Linked DNA regions of Mus musculus: region 2 is linked to region 1. A link is a contact called in public HiCAR-type data. All regions are on one chromosome and are shown on one strand. The core of a region is the stretch at or near the end of the contact, and the rest is flanking DNA. Distances in the headings are between cores, read along the strand shown.

Region 1 (2,700 bases), core at 54-2,553:
AAGGGGAAAAGAAGACAGTACTGTCACTTCTCTTGGATCCTCACAGCTAGCCTTTCCTTGAAGAAAAAGAGGGGGATGGGAGGAAGTACTTGGTAGTAATTTCCCTTTGTGAATAGATCACTAGAACATGAGAGGGTTTTTTTTTATGAATGGATCATTAAAACATGTGGCTTTTTATGCTCAAGGCTCCCTTGTTTTGATCATCACTGAGTACATTTGAGTAGGGGATGAATAGATTCTGGCTTAGCCTACAGAATGAGCATAAAGGGTCCTGATGTCTTTTGATCAAGGATTGATTTGTTGGGATTGCTTTTTAGATGATTTAGGCTGTAGCGTCTACAAGGCAGCTTGCACGAAGATACCAGAGAGGTTGTGAGAGGGAATGGTGACCCCACTGCAGCACTCTGGTCTTCACCAAGTGCTGCTATGGGGTTTTGAACACCTACAGGATCCATGACTGAGGGGAGTGCAGGCCTCTGTTGGTGCTTCATTTAGGTCTTAACCATATGAGGTAGGAGATCATGGGCCAACCTCAGCAAGAGCCACCATGCGAAGAACCTAGTAAAATGTGTATAATCCACACATGGGAAAACTCAGAGATTCCTTGTGAATACCAGTGGCCTAAAGTTAAACAAATGGTGACAGCAAGTCTGAACAATTTAATTGATGCCAAATGAGTATGGCCATAATGTCCCTGAAGCAGGACAAATACTGGCTAAGGCTCTGGACCTACCCTGAGGATCAGATGCTAAGCAGCGCCTACCACATACCCGGGGAGCCCCTGTTTAAAAATACCCAGTGCTCTCGCTTTGATTTTAGTAAAGTGAAGTTTGAATATAAATCAGAACATTCATCTTTATCAGCTTGTTTTCTGTTCTTGAAAGCCCTAGCTAAAGCTGTCAGTTAATATCTGTAGTTCAGATTAGAAACGACAGAGGAAACATCAAAGGACTGGAACTTTACATACCCAGTAACACAACAGCCTCTCCATTAGGTCTCCTGAGAGATGGACATACAAAAAAATCCCTATTGTGGGAGCCAGGAGGGAGCAGGAAGCTTGGGCTGAAGTCCAGGGCTGTCTCTGGGATAAGTAAAAAGCATTTGAGTTAGTTCCCAGCATGGAGGTGCTAAACGCCACAAAACTGAGTCATGCATTGGTCCGTCATCAAAGATAAACTGTTACCAAATGAATCAAAAATTTTAAGCCTCTGAGGTAAAAGAGAAGTTTCTGAGCTCATACTCTGTCTAGGCAAGCTTTTGAGTGTTTTCTTGGATGAACCCACTCATATCCGCTTGCCTTAGGTGGCAGACTACGCCACTGACGCCAGAGAGTGGGGCATGGAAGGAGGTCCTGGAATGGCTCTGTCTGATCTGGTTAGGGCTCCTTCCTCCCTCCTTCTCTGGTGGGAGTGGTATCCACCAAGCCACAGAGAGCCTCTTACCTCATCCCTCACTCTGATGCCTGCTTCCCGATATGAGGACTAAGCCAACTGATGTCTCTGGTTAATCATAGGTCTAACAGCCCTGTGACAGCAGGCCTTTCAAAACCTTCACTTCCAAGTTTCCCAAAATAGTCTTCTCAAATGGACAACAGCTTCTTTGAGGTACAACTCACCCATTGTGCATTTTGCTCACTCATTTTTGAGTGCATTTGTGGAGCTGATCAACCATCACCACAATTAAGTTTTGAACATTTTCATCACCTTGGAAAACCCAATCCCTTTTTACTGACACATTCAATTTTTTTAGAACTCTTTCAACTTCTGTAAACCATAATTTACTTTGTGCTGTTATGGAGCCCTTTATCTTATAACTGATGAAATGGGATCTCCCAGCAATTTGCCTTTTGTGACTTGCCCTTTTGACTAGCATGTGTGAGGCTTTTGAGGTGTATTTATACCGTATCATGGAACAATATTTCATTAGTTTTATGGCAGAACAATTCTAGTGTATGGGCCTACTGTGCTTTGCTGAAATGTTCAGGAGTGGATAGATTCTTGGTCTGTTCCCATCTTTTGGATATCGCACACTGTATGAGACTATAAGGATGTGTGTTCTCACCTTTCTTGGCTTTACACCCAGGAGTGGAATTGCTAGTTGGTAAGGTCTCTTAGTGCTTACTCTTTCAGAGATCTTAATAGACTGCATTCTAAAGCAGCGGGATCATTTTATATTTCAAACAGAAGTGAATAAAAATTACCATTTCTTCACATCACCACTATTGCTTGTTATTCACGGTCTTTTCTTTTGTAATCACACATCCAGGTATAGAGTGCTAGCTAGAGTTTCTTTATTAATTTGTTTATTGGGATAGTATTCTTGGGTAGTGTCTTCGTATTATTCAAACACTGAGTTCTGTGAAGCGGAGAGCTGAATGCAGAATGAGCTTTGGTTATGTTAAGTATCACCTGTCTCAAATGTTTTGAGAACATCTTTTCCATCACCTTCCGATTGGTTTAATAAAAAGCTAACTAGCCTATAGCAAAGAAGAAGAGAAGAGGCAAGACTTCTGACAGAGATAAGAACTCTGGAAAAGAGTCAGACCCTGTTGCGCTCACCTCGTCCAGCAAGAAAAAAATGCAACACGGTCGGATTCTTCTCAACAGCCTTTTTTATTTCAGGAACACCTCAATGCTACGGGAACTCCGGAAACCCAGGGAGGACTGCTTATATACACCCCAGCACTGGGGAGAGCTATGT
Region 2 (2,700 bases), core at 65-2,564, 340 kb before region 1:
ATTGGGTAAACCTCTGTATGTCTGATTTTCTTATTTCTTAGTTTCTGGCCATAAATTCAGCCCACAGTCATTATAAGAAGGGGCATTCTGAACTACCATCTCTTTAGAGTGCTGCCTGGGCTTAGGATTCTAGAACATTTCTGATTCCTTAGATGAACTTTGTTAAATTTAACGTGTGTTTTTACAGTTATTAAAGCTGCAGTGTCGGAGTAGCCATCACTGTGATGCAAAAGCACAGAGTATAGTCATAATTCTCCAGCAGAGAGTTGATACTCCTTTTTAAAAACATTCAAGGAGCTGGGAGAGATGTCAGTTGTCAAAGCATTTGCTGCACAAGGGTGAGGACATGAATTTGATCCCCTAAGAGCCACATTAAAAAAAACCATAACCTAGATGTCCCCGCTGTTCCAGCACTGGGAAGGCAAAGACAAGAAGATCCCTAGAGATTCCTGGTCAATCAGTCCAGCCAGACTGGCAAGCCTCAGGCTCATTGGGAGATTCTGCCTTAAAGAACAAGACAGAGTGTGATAGAAGACCACAGTTGATGTCAACTTCTGTGTGTGTGTGTGCACAACACACACACACACACACACACACACACACACACTCACTTGCACATGCACAAGCACAATCTTTTTATTGGTGCAGAAAGACTCAATAATTACAGGTAGTCAAAATGGTATCCAAGCTTTCTACAGGTAACTATATTGTGTATTTGCTAATTCACTAAAAATGTGCAAATTCTATTAAGTGTCTGCCATCACTTCATTTTGCGACAGGGTATCTCCCTGGATGGATCTTGCCAAGTAGGCTAGGGTGGCTACCAGAGAACCTTGGGGATCTGCCCGTTTCTGCTTCCCCAGTGCTGGGATGGCAACCATGTGACATGAGGCCTGGCTTTTTCTTAGATGGGTTCTGGGGATTGAACTCAGGTCTTTGTGTTTGCAAGGCAAGTGTTTCTTTCATTCGGCTGTTTCTCCTGCACTATCTTTTATTCTTTATTATTATTATTTTTTGCCCCAATTTACTTTTCTAGGTCAGCTGTTCACTTGGCTCCTTGGAAATCACCTGAGCTTTGACCATGGGACTTCCATATCCAAAATATGGCTAATCTTGACCCTCTCATTGCCCAAGTTTAAATCCAAATAAAATTCCCTTCTGTCTGATCTCAGATTTACGATTGTTCTGGGAAATGTCACAGAAGCAGAGGCGGTGTTATTATACTAAAAATAGTTGTCAGAAACAGAGTCATGCAGAAAGCTTCTGGGGATTTGGCTCTAAAAGCTCCCATGATGTCTGGTGACAGGTTCATTTGAGGTCCAAATGATGAAACATTACTTAGAGGTAGAAATGAATGACTCTATCTAGTGGAGTTCACATGTTGGTTAACACTCCTCTTCTGTTTTGTGTTGCTCACCCCTCTTTTGACCATGAATACAAAATACTGGGAAGACCGCCGTCAAGGGTCACATTTTCCTCCAGTTGTGAATGGATATTGAAGCTTAAGCCTGCTTGGATTACGGGGGGCTTAAGGTATACAGACATCTGTGAGTGTGAACACTTGAGTCTGGGCACCCTTTTATCTGTTCTGGCACCCGTGGGAGGCTTAGCTGCTGCTCACTGTTGCAAGGCCCACAGAGGGAACCCAAAGCAAAGTTGTGTGCTTCTATTAAGAGTCTGACTGTTTGGAGGGCAGAAACAACCACATGCAAAAATAGAAGAGCAGAGCAAGGGGAGTGCCAAGGGTCCTGGACTGTGAGACGTGGGATCCTGAGATGGATAAATATGTTATAAAGACTCCTAGAAGGCTGTGATGAGGCTTTGGATTTGAAATCCTTTCTTTTATGCATTTATATTTGGAAATCTATTTCTAAAACAATTAGAAAAATATTCATTCAATTTACAAACTTTAAAAAAAGGAATGGTGCTGTGTGTCTCTGTGTGTTTGTGTGTGTGTGTGTGTGACAAGCTCTCACTCTGTAACCTTGGCTGGCCTTGAACTTACTATGTAGCTCATGTTGGCCTTGAACCTGAAGGGGTCCTTCTGCCTCTGCCTCTGCCTCTGCCTCTGGGGTGCTAGGACTATGAGTACTGTCCATAGCCCCCGCCAAGGTTTACTTTAAATAAATATTCTCTCTACTTAGGATTTTAAAATTATAAGGTTTGAGAGAAGGAACTCACCTTTTCTTAGGAGGTTAGCTAACTGTTGTAACCTTAGACAGTAACTCCACAAGGGCAAAACCAAAATAAAACAAAAACAAAAAAACAAAACACCATAGGCCTGTCTGGTTCTTGTGATTTTGCCATGTGTGGCATGGGCCTTATAAAGCAGTGACTATCTGCCTAAGAGTTGGTCAAAGGAATCATGTCATGAATGAGGCCTGTGTTTTGTGAGATGGAGGACAGTTTGAACAGGGACACTGACATGAGAAGTAGATTGATTAGAATAGAGGTCCCTGGAGAGGATGTGGTAGAAGGAACACAGCCTAGGCATAGAAAGGCCAAGCTGCAGATGGTTTTGAATAAGGGCCTGTTAGGCAACATGGAAGTTCACAAGTGGGAAAATAATGGTAAGTGGTTTCAGAAGAAAAAAAAGAAACCTTATGAGGTTAGTAAAAAGTGAGTTGGCATGGTGGAGCGGCTACTTAACATTTTTGTTTGTTTGTTTGTTTGTTTTGAAATTAATGAGGCATAGGGCCA

Evidence for each region. HiCAR-type assays count read pairs that join an accessible place to other places.
Region 2: a contact with region 1 is called in a HiCAR-type map of astrocytes, with 4 times the contacts expected there. The contact joins two enhancer-like sites. A contact is called at or near these places in 2 of 484 Hi-C or Micro-C datasets (bone marrow-derived macrophages and ventricular fibroblasts) and 1 of 115 datasets of contacts at active chromatin or transcription factors (astrocytes).

What each region holds. Positions count from the first base shown.
Region 1 is chr2:117,709,029-117,711,728 of GRCm38.p6, reverse strand. It overlaps Gm32210 (a long non-coding RNA gene), which reads right to left. Exons shown (of 3, transcript XR_374901.1): 2 at 968-1,081. Among named protein-coding and RNA genes, the nearest start is that of Gm32210, 5.4 kb to the right of the region's middle. Within about 2 kb of position 1,303, at least 34 of the 459 cell types and tissues checked have an H3K27ac peak or open chromatin away from gene starts, as enhancers often do.
Region 2 is chr2:118,049,060-118,051,759 of GRCm38.p6, reverse strand. The region is part of intron 4 of Gm13986 (predicted gene 13986); the gene reads left to right. Among named protein-coding and RNA genes, the nearest start is that of Gm25308, 28 kb to the left of the region's middle. Within about 2 kb of position 1,314, at least 10 of the 459 cell types and tissues checked have an H3K27ac peak or open chromatin away from gene starts, as enhancers often do.